Regions from separate parts of the Mus musculus genome. Here region 2 is linked to region 1. A link is a contact called in public ChIA-PET data. All regions are on one chromosome and are shown on one strand. The core of a region is the stretch at or near the end of the contact, and the rest is flanking DNA. Distances in the headings are between cores, read along the strand shown. Region 1 has its middle 11 kb from the start of Gm35569. Region 2 has its middle 20 kb from the start of Nr4a1.

Region 1 (6,599 bases), core at 1,366-3,865:
AGCTTCACCCCTCCAGTCTTCCTGCCTTTGTCTCCTACTAGATGGAAACCTGTGACGTGTTCCCCACTTTTTGTTTTCATTTTTATTTTGTTTTACTTTGTTTTGTTTTGAAATGCCTCCTGAGTGCTGAGATTAGAGATGTACACAACCATGCTTGCAAATTTCTCTTTTTAAAAAACTGTTAACAGGGGAAAAAAAGATTCAGGGATTTATCCTCCTTTTCTTGTGGGTATTATAGACATGGCTCATCAGGCAGCTAATGAGAAGTTTTCTTTGTGGGACTCTTCCAGTTCATGAAGAAAGGATGTAGTTGAAACGATAGCATTGTCTCCTAAAGAACTAGGAATACATTGGATGGAATCACTGACTTTGCCAAAGGAGATACAACCAAGTATTATGCCAGTCTAAAAGAGTCCTTTCTTCAAGCAAGCCCAAAACTAGCTGCATACAAGAGATAGGAATGTACTAACACAAACATGCAGCCAGCCAGGTCCTGGGAGAAGAAACCATCTGTTTGTCCCAGGGTGATTACAGGGAAAAGAAAAGGGAAAGAGGAATTGATTGAAAGAAGCATAACGTACGCGTGCTTCCTGACACTGCAAAGGATCCCAGTTCAGGTCCCAGCACCCACAGGGCAGCTCACAACTGCCAGTAATCCGGGTTCCAGGGGATCTAGTGCCATCTTCTGGCCTCTACTGGTACTGCACATATGCAGACCAGGCCGTCCTCAAACTCACAGAGATCCACCTGCCTCTGTCTCAAGAGTGCTCAGATGAAAGGTGTGCGCTACCACACCTATCCAGAGAGTGGTTTCTTTAGGCTCCTGAAAAAATTGCTGAAGCCAGAGAGTGAAGAAATGCTTTAAAATATGACAAGGGATGATCTCACGACCCAGGAACTAGGCCTTCCCTAGTTAATTAATTAATTAATCTGGGTCATGGGAAACTTAAATATCTAAATTAATTATTGATTACGTTTTAATTAATGACTAAGGAGAATTGTGTAGTCCATTGACTAAACCAAGAATCCAAAGTCCATGATAATAAAGCAAGCAGATAAACAATCAGGTAATTACTGGGTAAATAAATACAGAAGAAATTAATATTTTTTCTTAGGAATGAGTATTTTAAAGCAACTGTTTTTGCAATCATAAAGCCATTCACGTGTTGCTATTAAATTTCCTCCATTTTAATCCCTGCACTTAAGAGGTTGAACCGGGAGGGCCAGGCTATCCCCAGCTATGTAGTAAGTCTGAGGTTAGAGCCTGGGCTACACACACACACACACACACACACACACACACCACACAGAGAGAGAGAGAGAGGGAGAGAGAGAAAGAGAGAGAGAGAGAGAGATTATTATAAAGTGAGAAAGGAAACATATGTCCCCACTTCTTAACGTTGGTGAATTCAGTAGTCTCTATATAATATATACAGTTATATCTGCATACAAAAGAGACCAGAGAGAACGAAACACAACAAAATGTTCAAACTTGATAAATACGCATCACACTTGTGCCGGGGATCTCTCAACTATTTTGCAATTTCTCTGTGAATTTGGAGCTATTTCAAAGTTGTCCAAAACCTTAAAAGGTGGCCACTGAGGCAGCTCAGAGGTCCAAGGCACTTGTCTCCAAGCGTGATGATCCCTGGATGACATGTGGACCCATAGGGTAGGAGAGAGTCAACCTCTGCAATGGGCCCTTTGATCTGTACACACACTTGCTTCTTTAAAAGTAGTGTGAAAAAATACTCAAAAAGTAAAGAATTATAATCAGCCGGGGGCACTGCCAATCAGAGTCAACTGTGAACACAAGCTGCAAGCCAACGGGGAACAGGACTCTTAGTGTGGCCCTACCAGGGGACACATCATGACCTGGATACCTGCCGAGTGCCCAAAGCTGCTGTGTCAGGACAGAGGCTGAGCCCCTGGTCCCCTCAGTCACTCTGCAGAGCCATGTTGGAAAGCATGTGTCTGGGACAGCTGTTGTGTTTTGTGTCTTCTATTGTCGAAGTACACATGGAAGTCTGAACCAACCATCTGTGGATAGAACTGAGGGAACTATAAACCTCAACGTGAGAAAAAAAAAAAAAACCCAAAAGCAAATCCTGATGACTGATGTAAAATCGGCATTATGTTTAATTATGAACTCAGTCAATACACCCTGTAGAATTAGCAGTCCTGAATCTCCCCCTCAAAATCCCAGCGCCCCCCTCTCCGCCCCCACCCCCAGCCCCCTCCGCGCCATATCACGCCACAGTTGCGGCAGTAGATACAGTAACAGGTCTATATTGTTGCCTCTGTGACCTGGGAGTCAAGACAGGCCCTGAGCTGTGAACGCGAACTGCCAGCACAGACTGTGTTCTTGGCGGGTGCTCAGGACTCCCTGCTGGGAGAGATTGGGACTAACTTTGTCCACATTCACTCTCTGGGAACTCAAAGACCCCCAAAGAGATATTTGGGGGAGGTTTGGGCGAGGGGGCGCAAACCTTCTTGGAAATGGGGGGAGCGCCCTGCTCTTCTCTCTTTTCCGCAGCAGCCTCTTGACCTCTCCCATCTGCCACCGTGCTCCCTCGGAGAGCTCACTTCCTCCCTCACAGTGTCAGACGCCAGCCTCCGAAGAACACACTATTCTTTGGTGTGGTTTCAGACATCCTGTTTCTCTGTGACAACTGTCACTAAAGCAGGCAGGGGTCTAGTTTCCCAGCTGGGGCAGCTTATTCCCAAGCTGTGTATGAATTCCCCCGACCAGGGCCAGGGCGGTGGGGGGCAGAGCTGCTACTGAGTGTCAAGATACACAAACTGGGCTTTCTCTTCCCAGGCAGGGTCCGGAAGGCTGGGGGCCAGAAGGTCAGGGGCAGCAAGAGCGGGAAAAATGCCCTCTGGGTGAGTGGAGTCAAAGTCTGTGGTGAGCTGACACATGCTCACAGCTGTTGCTCAGCCGTGTGCCTCCTGCTAGGCCTGCTCGGCCTGGGCCCGTGGCTGGCCGCCTACCCACTGTGTACGGTCAGAATGCCAACTGTCTTCTCTCTAAGGGTCTTGTTTGTTCATTCTACTGCCCGCGGGATACTATGGCGACCTATCCCCAGAATCAGTACTGGCTCTGCTATCAGCAGCCTCCATTCAACAGGGTCTTCAGTCTCTGCTGCAGTTTTGATAGAAAACGGCTGCTATGGCTTCCACACCAGTCAGCAGGCAAGGAGGAGGATCGAGGCCCGATCGCCCACTCCTCTATGAGCAAGAAGCTGGCGTGGGTCACAGAATTTCTTCTTATAATCTTTGGCCAAGATGGAAATGTGTGCGTATCTCTGTGTGTAGAGGCTATGGGGATCTGTAACCCCAGCACTTGGGAAGCAGAAGGGTCATGAGTTCAAAGTCAGCCTAGGGGCTATGTAGTATGTCCCAAAAGTCCAAAGTAGATGACAACATAAACTGAAAGCGTCCTCAAGAACTTAGTCAGCAGACAACCCTTGATGCTGATTGGCTGGGGAAGGAAGGTTACCTGTGACCTCACCCACAGCTATATGCTGTACTTCGGGAGGATGGGAAGTCGGGAGTAAACACTCAAAAAGCCTGCCAGAGCCGGGAGGTGACTCAGTAAGGGGCTTGCCACACAAGCATGAGTGATAGCTCCAACCCCCACAGACATGCTGGTTATGGTCGCCACCCGTAGTGAGTTGAATGAGAATGGCCCCATAGACTGATATACTTGAACGCTTAAGTCATCTGTTGGTAAACTGGGAAAGATTAGAGATGTGGCCTTGTTGGAGTAGGTATGACACTGGGAGTGGATTTGGAGATTTCATGAGAACACATCAGGTCCAGCCTCTGTCTGTGTTTCTGTCTCTCTGTCTATGTCTCTATGTTTGTGTCTGTCTGTCTCTCTGTCTATCTATCTCCATCTCTGTCTCTGTGTCTCTCTGTGTCTTTCTGTCTCTCTCTTTGTATGTCTCTGTCTCTTTGTCTCTGTGTGTGTTTCTGTCTCTCTCTTTCTCTGACTCTGTCTCTGTCTATGTGTGTCTCTGTCTCTCTCTGTCTCTGTCTGTCTCTGTCTCTCTGTCTCTCTCTGTCTGTGTCTCTGTGTGTGTGTTTCTGTTTCTGTCTTTCTCTGTCTCTCTGTCTCTGTCTCTGTCTCTGTCTGTCTCTCTCTCTGTCTCTTTCTCTCTCTCTGTCTGTCTCTGTCTCTGTCTCTCATGCACCTGCTGCTGCTGCTGCCAATCAGGATGTAGCTCTCAGCTACTTCTTCAGCACCATGCCTGCCTGTATCCCACCACGCTTCCCACCATGATAATGGACTATAACTATAGTCTAAAACTATAAACACACCTCCAATTAAATGCCTTCCTTTATAAAAGTTGTCTTGCTCATGGTGTCTCTTCATAGCAATAGAACAATGATAAGCTATCATCCCAGTGCTGGGGAGGGGAATACAGGCTCCCAGGAGCTCTCTGGCCAGCCAGCATGGTCTATGTTGTGACTCAGGCCAATGAAACACCCTGCTCAAAAAAACAAACAACACACACATATACACACACACAAATGCACACACACAAATACATACACAAATATACATACACATACAAATACACACACAAATACATACACAAATATACATATACATACAAATACACACACAAATACATACACAAATATACATACACATACAAATACACACACAAATATACATACACACACAAATATATATATACACAAATATACATGCACAAATACATACACACATACACAAATATATGTACACACACAAATACATACACTCATACACATGCACACACAAATACACACACACACAGGTAAATGAATAAGGTATTGATCTGTAGTGGCAGAGAGTAAGGAAGGGCTTCTTAAAACACAGGGTAGGATGAGACTCAGTAATAGAACAATTGCCCAGCTTGTGTGAGGTCCTGGGTTCAATCCTCATTACTAAAAGAAAAAAAAAAGTGCCATGACTTAGATGTTTGTGTGTTAGGGATTAGGGTCTCTATGCACAGGCAGGAATACTGGACCTTGAGTTGGCTGATGGTGCAGCCCTTGGAAAGGATGAAAGCATTTCCAGTGTGGCTGGAGGTGTCTGCAAGAGGGCTGTTGTTATGAAAGGCTGATCCTCTTCTGCTCAGGTCCCTGACTTCCTGGTGACATGGTCCCTGTCATATCCTTTGTCTGTCATTCGGTGACAGCCAATGGGGAGCCAGCCCTCTTAGGAATCTGGGGCATGCTGTTAGGATTTCCAGCCTCTATAATGGATAATGTGAGTTGCCAACTTAACTGGATCTGGGATCAACTCAAAGGCAAGCCGGTTGGCTGCCCATAGGGATTTTCCTGCCCTGGTTATTATTTCTTTTTCCAGCCCTGCTCACTTCGGCCCCACTTCGGCCATATGTGGGTACACTGTCACTGTCTTCAGACACAGCAGAAGACGGCATCAGATGTCCATTAAGGATGGTTGTGAACCGCCATGTGGTTGCTGGGAATTGAACTCAGGACCTCTGGAAGAGCAGTCAGTGCTCTTAACCACTGAGCCACCTCTCCAGCCCCTGCCCTGGTTATTTAAAATGAGAGGAGCCACACCAACCTTCTGCCGGCAGTCAGACTCAGTGAGGTCCGACACGGAAAGCTTGGCTTCTGCTTCTTTTCCCTTGTCTTTGCTGGTGAGACAGGCTCATCCTGCTGCCGCTGCCTCTGCCGCTGTCACCTCGATACCACTGCTATCGCTGGATTCCATCCCTGCTGTCACAACCCAAGTTTCTTTAAGGCCAGCAGCTCTCCAGGAATCCCTTAAGCCAGACTGGGGGTGCTGAGGTCCCCAAGCCTCGGGGACTGACCAGCTACTGGGCTCTCTGTTGAGACTGCTACTGTTGGACTGTCCAGACCACACTGTTAGCCTATCTAATACATCCCTTTTGGTATACATCAACTCTATACGGTCTGTTACTCCAGGGAACCCAATGGTCCTTGTCAACCTGACCTAGCATTCCCTGGGGCATGGCTTCTGGGCCTGTCTGAGGGAGAGTGTCTGGATTGCTTTAATGAGGTGGCAAGACATGTCCCCTGAAGATGGCACCATGCCGAGGTTGGCATCTCAGACTCTGTAGAGGCGGGGCTGAGCTCAGTTTTCACTCGTGGGCCTCAGTGATTCTGGTCTGTGATTGGCTCCAGCTGCTGAGGCTTCTGCGCCATGATAGATGGAACAGCTCTGACCCATGAGCCATAATAAGCTGTTCCTTCCTAAGTTGCTTCTGTTAAGCCATTTGATCACAGCAAAAGGAAAAGAAACTCGGTTGGCCTCCACCTCTGCCTGCTTGCAAACCTCTACTCTTTATAAGGTTAGCCTGCCTTGAGCATTTCATTCTATCAACACAAAGTGGACGAATAATGTCAAAGAAACATGGAGGCCAACTTGAAAAACCTCCCAGTGACTGAAGCTAAAATATTTTAGGCAATACGTGGTGGGGTGATTTTTTTTAAGAGCCCAAAAGATAGCCTATAAATGAATCCATACTGGTAAAAATGAATGATTTAACAAATAGATGAGAGCAAGAAACAAATTTTTCTTAAAGCTAAATTGCAAATGATATACAACC
Region 2 (6,599 bases), core at 2,249-4,748, 400 kb before region 1:
CAGGGGTGGGGCAGGGGAGTTGAGTTTAGGGTCTATGTAGCCTTGGCTGTCCTGGAATTCCCTCTGTAGACTAGGTTGGCCTTGAACTCACAGAGATCCACTTGCCTCTGTCTCCGAAATGTGCCACTGCCACCCAGCTGAACCAATGAGTTTTATTAAGATTTCTTACAGGCATATGGTTGAGGGGCTACTTGCAGAAGCAGAAACAACTCAAAGACAGCTGCATCATCAAAGCCCCCCCCCCCCAGCATAGATGATAGCTTACAAAGCTGAGAACCCAGAGAATACTGCATAGCCAGCAGGCAGCTCAACATGTTGTAAAGTGTCCTTCCAGGTGCCTCTGTTGGTCTAAACCTTTTCCAGGTACCTTGTGCTGGTTTCTGCTTCTTTCAGGCAAGTGGGCTTTGCAGCTCAGTTTCACTACCTCTAAGAAGGAGGGAGGGGCCTAGTGAATCTGGTCAGTTTCAGGGACTTCCTGAAGCTATTTTGAATTGCTTTTTCTTCCTACTTAAGGACAGCTCTCTATAGGATGAAATGTTTCAATTTCAGAAGAAACAATTACACAACAAAGCCCTAGGCCAAGAAAGAGAGGCCAAGAATAATTAAAAGGTGAGCTCTCAATCTATAATTAAAGGTTTTTTGTCTCTATCCCTACCCTGCTTGACTGGGAGATGGCTAGGGAGAACCCATTTGGGAGTAAGGGTCCATTCCTAGCCATCCTATCCTGTGCCTGTTTCACCAGCAGCTAGCCTAGCCTGGACCCACATGGCCAAGATCCCTTCAGCATCCAGAGGTTTCCTCTCCTGACCAGCATTCACATTCTTCTCCCACACCCAGAAGTCCTTCTCTGGAGCTGCCTGACACTCCAGCAACAACAAAATCCCTTTCTCCACTCCCTGCTTCACAGCCAACTCTAGAACCTCTGGTTTGTCTTTAAAAATCCCAGAATCAGTCCTGTTCTTTCCCACATTCAAACAGTACATCCTTCTGTAGACACTGAGGTACAGCAGCAGCCAGGAGTTAGGGAACCTCAGACGGGCCTCCCCTCCTGCCCTAGCAGCTCTTTCCAAGGGGCTCTGGAAAGAACGCGCTGCCCTGCTCCCTTTTTTATTTTTCCACCAGTCTTTTTGAAAATACATTCTAAAATATTTGCCTGTGTAGGAGAAATACATTTATTTAGACAGGAATGGAAAACGAAAAAAAAAAATGCTGCTAGCAGTTTTTCCATGGAGACTTCCAACTCACAGAGGTCTCTCTCTATAAATACTCTCAGCCAAACCTGCCTCAATTATCTACTCTATAATAAAGAAGATAGCAACATGTGACATGCTAACACTGGGACAGCTTAAAGAGACAGGCTGAGATGGAAGAGGGGCCTGAGGCCCAAGTGGCATGTAATGGATGCTGGTGACTGGGTGATCTGAACAGCTGTGGAAGAACCCTGGACACAGACAGACAGACCACCCAGGGATTCTTGCCTCTCCTGGCTCTTTCCCAGCTGTGGACTCCAGGAGAGAAACTGGCCTACTCTGAGCTCCCGTTTCCTCCTTGGAGACACACACATGGTAACATACTTGTCTCACACAGCAGCAGCGTTGTGAAGACAGTGTCTTTGATAACACACATAGAGCATGTACCAGGAAAATGACAGGCAGTGGTGGATCTGCCTTTTCTATTCAGGGGGACCTGAGGGAGAGCCAGGGCTGGGATGCTTGTCTTGGAGCTGTCCTTCAAAAAATGCTTAGCCTGGCTTTGCCCAGCTGGTGTTTACTTGTGCTTTGGCGGGAGGGGGGGCTGCACAGATAGGGCATGGCGACCTCTGTGTCACAACAGATCTCCTATAAATAGCCCCACTGTGGTTCCCTTAACTGGCTTCCTCAGCTAGTCAGTGGCCAAGCAGCCCCACAGCCTGGCTTTCTAATTCCCAGAAGGCACTCACCACGGTGTCCCCTCCTCCCTGCCCAAATCCCAGGACCACTTCCCAGTTCCTCCTGCAGACAGGAGAGTGGAGAGGGAAGGTAAACCACTCAGTCCTTTGTAAGGCTGGGCTTCTAGGAGCAGTTAGGGATGCAGTCCTCATTGGTACTAGCCCACACCCTGGAGGGTTCCTAAGACAGGGAGACAAGAGCTGGAGAGATGGCTCAGCGGTTAAGAGCACTGACTGCTCTTCCTGAGGTCCTGAGTTTAATTCCCAGCAACCACATGGTAGCTCACAACTATCTGTAATGGGATCTGATGCCCCCTTCTGGTGTGTCTGAAAAGAGCTACAGTGTACTCATATACAAAAAAATAAATAAATAAATAAATAAGTCTTAAAAAAAAAAAAGACACGGAGACAAAAAGCCCAGCAGCTAGTTTTACTATGAGGGGATATCTACACAGTCAAGACAGATTAAGAGTAAGGAAGGATATATGAGGGAAGAGGGGCCACCCTAGAGAAAAAGAATGTGGGGTATAGTGTGGAAAAAGGCCTAGAAATGGAAAGAACACCCCATGGAGGTTAGGCTGTCCGGAATTTCAAGGGTATGAGACAGGGACAAGATGGAAGTCCCAAGGGTGAAAAACAGTAAGCCACCTTGAGCCACAAGGCCCAAGGCCATCTAGCATACTTGGTGACCTGGATTCAGCTGCTTATAGTTGAGGAGCCAGTATGTTACCTCACATCCTCCCTGCCTGGGTTAGAGGATGTGGAGGGGTTAACTAACCCACTGGGCCCAGAGGGACTCCCCTGCCTGGGACTGCAAAGGGGATTCCCTTCATAGGTCCCTTCCTCAGCCTCAGGATCAATAACTACTTGGCTGGGGTCCCCCCGCCATTCCCCACATTTAAGCATACACTCAAAGGCAAAAAATAAAAAAAAATAAATGGGGTCACCCAAGACTATTGCAAGGACTGCAGAGTTCTAGAAGGCCACTGGATTGGAGGTGGAGAGGCCATCTTCCCTTCCTGTGCTTCATTGAGTGTTTCCACATCTGTTGTCCTTTTGTTCTTGCTACTGAGGATCATCTGGGTCAACATGAGAAAGTGGCCCAGGTCACCAGGCCGGAAATGGGCGAGGTTTAAAGAAAGATTACCCACAAATCAAAACCAGGGCTCTTGATTAAAAACACAACAAAACCCTCTGTAACTTTAGAGTTACAAAATCACTCTCACCGCCCCGCCCCCCCCCCTCCCCACACACACACAGACACCCGCAGACAACAGCAAAGGCTGTAGAGCTGCGTGGCTGACAAAGTGCGAAGTCCGTAATTGCACTCCCAGAGGAGCCGGAGCTCAGCCATCCTCCGGTGTCAGATTCCAAATTTCTGTCACCTCGCCCGAGACCGGATTTGGCCCGAGCTTCCCTTCCCTGGTCCCGCCACCGGAACACCAAGCCGGAAGGAACGCGGCGGGCGGCGGGGCAGCACCGAGCCTCGGGCGAGCCATGCCCCTACTGCCCGCGCCAGGCCCTGCACGCCGGGTGCGGTCGGGGAAGCCGCTACGTCACCGCGCAGTCCGCAGGGAGCTCGGCGGGCTAGCCAGGATTCCATTACATCACCCAAGCCGCGCTGTAAACACCGCTGCAGCCATTGGCTGCGGCGCCGCCCTCGCAGCCAATAGCGTGAGAGCATGCAAATCGTCGTTGAGCCAACGCTTCCTTTGGCGCTGGTGCATGCAAATAGACGTCATTGCCCGGGTGGGGGTGGCCTGGCCCAGGCAGGAGGTGGGTGGGGGTGTGTGGAAACTCGTAGCGCGGCTGGCTTGGAGACTTGGCATCCAAATCTGTTCCAGACAGTCCCGAGGGGCACGGAGTGCGATTAAAGGTGAATGTCCTCAATTCTTAGGCCCTTTTCCGTTAGACCCACACAAGCAATGGTGCAAAAATGAAGTTAATTGCTGGGCGTGGTAGCCCAGGCCTGTAATCTCAGCATTTGGGAGTTGGCCAGCCTGAGCTACAAGAAGCCCTGCCCCGAATAAAAGCAAAACAGAAGGGCTGCAGAAATGGTTCGGCTGTCCAGAGCTCCAGCTGCTCTAAGAGGACCCAGATTTGGGTCCTCACGACCGTCATTAACTCCAGTCTAGGGGTTCCAACGCCCTCTTCTAACCTCAGTGGGTACCCGGCATGCACGGGGTGCACATACATACACAGAGGCAAAAATTTACAGACATAAAATAAGTAGATGTTTAAGGTTTGGATTTGTTTGTTTGGGGTTTGTTTGTTTGTTTGTTTTTTAAAGTATAACAAAAAATAAGACCACTTGGAGGTAGGAGGGGAGAAAGAAAAAAAAAAAAAAAGATAGAGAGGTTGCTGAACCATGCTTCCCAGATGGCTCAGGTCAAACCCCAGGAGAAGGTGCCAGGGAGAACCAAGCTACCCAGGAGGTAGTCAGAGCTCAGGGAGCTTTTGGTGTCTTGACCAGGCTTCTCCAGAAATAAATGTCATTTTCAGGGGTGGGTTCTAATGTTTCAGGAAAACAAGACAAAACTACATCTGCACTGGACTTATCTAGGTTTTGTTCTTGTCACTATTGCCTAAATAATTCAGCGTTATAATAACACACATAACATTCACCACACTAAACACTATCCCTAGTGCAGAGCTTTACAGTGTAGAGCAGAGCCAGGTATGGTGTCTTGTATTTATAATCCCAGCACTCAAGAGGCTAGGATTAAGAGAATCTTGAATTTGAGGCCAGCCTGAGCTATAAAGTAAGACTTTTTCTTTTTTTTTTTAATTTTTTTGAGGCAGGGTTTCTCTGTGTAGCCCTGGCTGTCCTGGAACTCACTTTGTAGACCAGGCTGGCCTCGAACTCAGAAATCCACCTACCTCTGCATCCCGAGTGCTGGGATTAAAGGCGTGTGTCACCACCACCGGCAAAGTAAGACTATCTTAAAACTTAAATAAGTAATTATAGTGAATAATATGTGCAACTTATATGTGAAGATTATAAGCGTTCTGCACAAAGAACTTGAATTCCTTGGATGCTGGCATTCTGGGGAGTCCTGGAGTATCCAAGATGCATAAGAAAGATCACTCAGTGGAGTATAGAGGTGTAGAGACGTATCTCAGGAAAGTGGGGAGCAGAGATGCCCATAATCTGCTTTATGCAAAGGAGGCCCAGAGAAGTCCAGCTTACATGTCAATGTGAGTCTGAAGGACCGGGAACTCCATGTGGAATGAATGCCCCATTCAAGATGAAAGTGAGCTCAGTTCCCTGTATGCTTTTGCTATGCCTGGGCTCTCTATGGATCCATGTACATTTAACTGGAGGTTGTAATTTAGAGAGGGATACAACAGTGTCCCGCTAATGAAACAGTGTTTTGCTTTTGTTTTTGAAACAGAATATCGCTATGTAGCCCTGGCTGTCTTGGAACTCACTCTGTAGACCAGACTAGCCTCAAATTCACAGAGATCTGCCTCCCTCTGCCTCCTGGGTGCTAGGATTAAAGGTGTGCACTACCATGTCCAGCATGAAGCAGTTTTTAAACAGAGGGGAGAGATTCCAAACAGAAGAAATGGTACATGGGAAAGTCAGATCTGGGCCAGAGCATGGCTCCTTAAAGCAGCAGACTAAAATACGTGGCTAGAGAGGGGTGTGGTGGAGGACCTGCCAGAGAGGAGACCCTGCTGCATCCATCGTGCAGGGCCTTGGGCCAGGCTCTGTGCTTAAGCTTTCCTTAGCTTTGTCTCTTCTTTCACCGGCCCTGTAAGGTAAGCACTGCTTTGGTATTTAGGAAACTGTGACCCCAAGAAGCTGTCACATGCTGAGAAGAAACAAGACAGAGTTCCCATCTGGGGCCCTGTGGCCTCACAGGCACACTGTGGCTGCTGTTGCCTCCCAGAGAGGAAGCTGAAGTGGTTTCTTCTGACTTCCACATCTTACTACAGAGTTGGGGCCAAAAAATAAATAAATAATTGTAATTTTGCGTAATGGATTTCAACATGTTATAAAAACAAAACCTTGGGCTGGAGAGATGGCTCAGTGGTTAAGAGTGCTGACTGTTCTTCCAGAGGTCCTGAGTTCAATTCCCAGCAGCCACATGGTGGCTCACAACCACCAGTAATGAGATATGATGCCCTCTTCTGGTGTGTCTGAAGACAGTGACAGTGTAGTCATAGATATAAAATAAAATCTTTTAAAAAGAATCAAAAAAGCAAGAGCTCTGGCTGGCTGGAGGGATGGCTCAGTCATAAGAGCTGGCTACTAGTTTCAAATCCTAGCCTCTGCATACGTTGCATGCCCACACATTCAAACTGTCTTGGAGTTTCTCTTGCTGTGATAAAACACTGATGAGGACGCCATGAAGAAGTTCTGCTTACTGGCTGCTCCTCATGGCTTGCTCTGCATGCTTTTTTATAACACCCAGGACCACCAGCCCAAGGATAATATTACCCACAAAACCCTGGCCTCCCACATCAATCCCTAATTAAGAAGACAGAGACAGACCACAAGCATATAGACCAATCTGGTGGGGGCATTTTCTCAGTTGAGGTTCCTCCTTCCAAAATGATGCTAGCCTGTGTCAAATTGACATTAAAAACTACCCACCACCTCAGGCAAACACACACACACACACACACACACACACACACACACACACAAATTAAAACTTGAAAG

The links. ChIA-PET counts read pairs in DNA pulled down with a chosen protein or histone mark.
Region 2: an RNA polymerase II ChIA-PET map of memory CD8 T cells shows a contact between it and region 1, with 5 read pairs. The contact joins two enhancer-like sites. A contact is called at or near these places in 1 of 15 datasets of contacts at CTCF or cohesin (embryonic stem cells), 2 of 484 Hi-C or Micro-C datasets (the G1E-ER4 cell line and embryonic stem cells) and 2 of 115 datasets of contacts at active chromatin or transcription factors (embryonic stem cells and memory CD8 T cells).

The regions. Positions count from the first base shown.
Region 1 is chr15:100,841,472-100,848,070 of GRCm38.p6, reverse strand. No RefSeq gene overlaps it. Among named protein-coding and RNA genes, the nearest start is that of Gm35569, 11 kb to the right of the region's middle. Within about 2 kb of position 2,615, at least 79 of the 459 cell types and tissues checked have an H3K27ac peak or open chromatin away from gene starts, as enhancers often do. A contact at or near this core is called in memory CD8 T cells, where this site is marked.
Region 2 is chr15:101,243,415-101,250,013 of GRCm38.p6, reverse strand. No RefSeq gene overlaps it. Among named protein-coding and RNA genes, the nearest start is that of Nr4a1, 20 kb to the left of the region's middle. Within about 2 kb of position 3,498, at least 406 of the 459 cell types and tissues checked have an H3K27ac peak or open chromatin away from gene starts, as enhancers often do. A contact at or near this core is called in memory CD8 T cells, where this site is marked.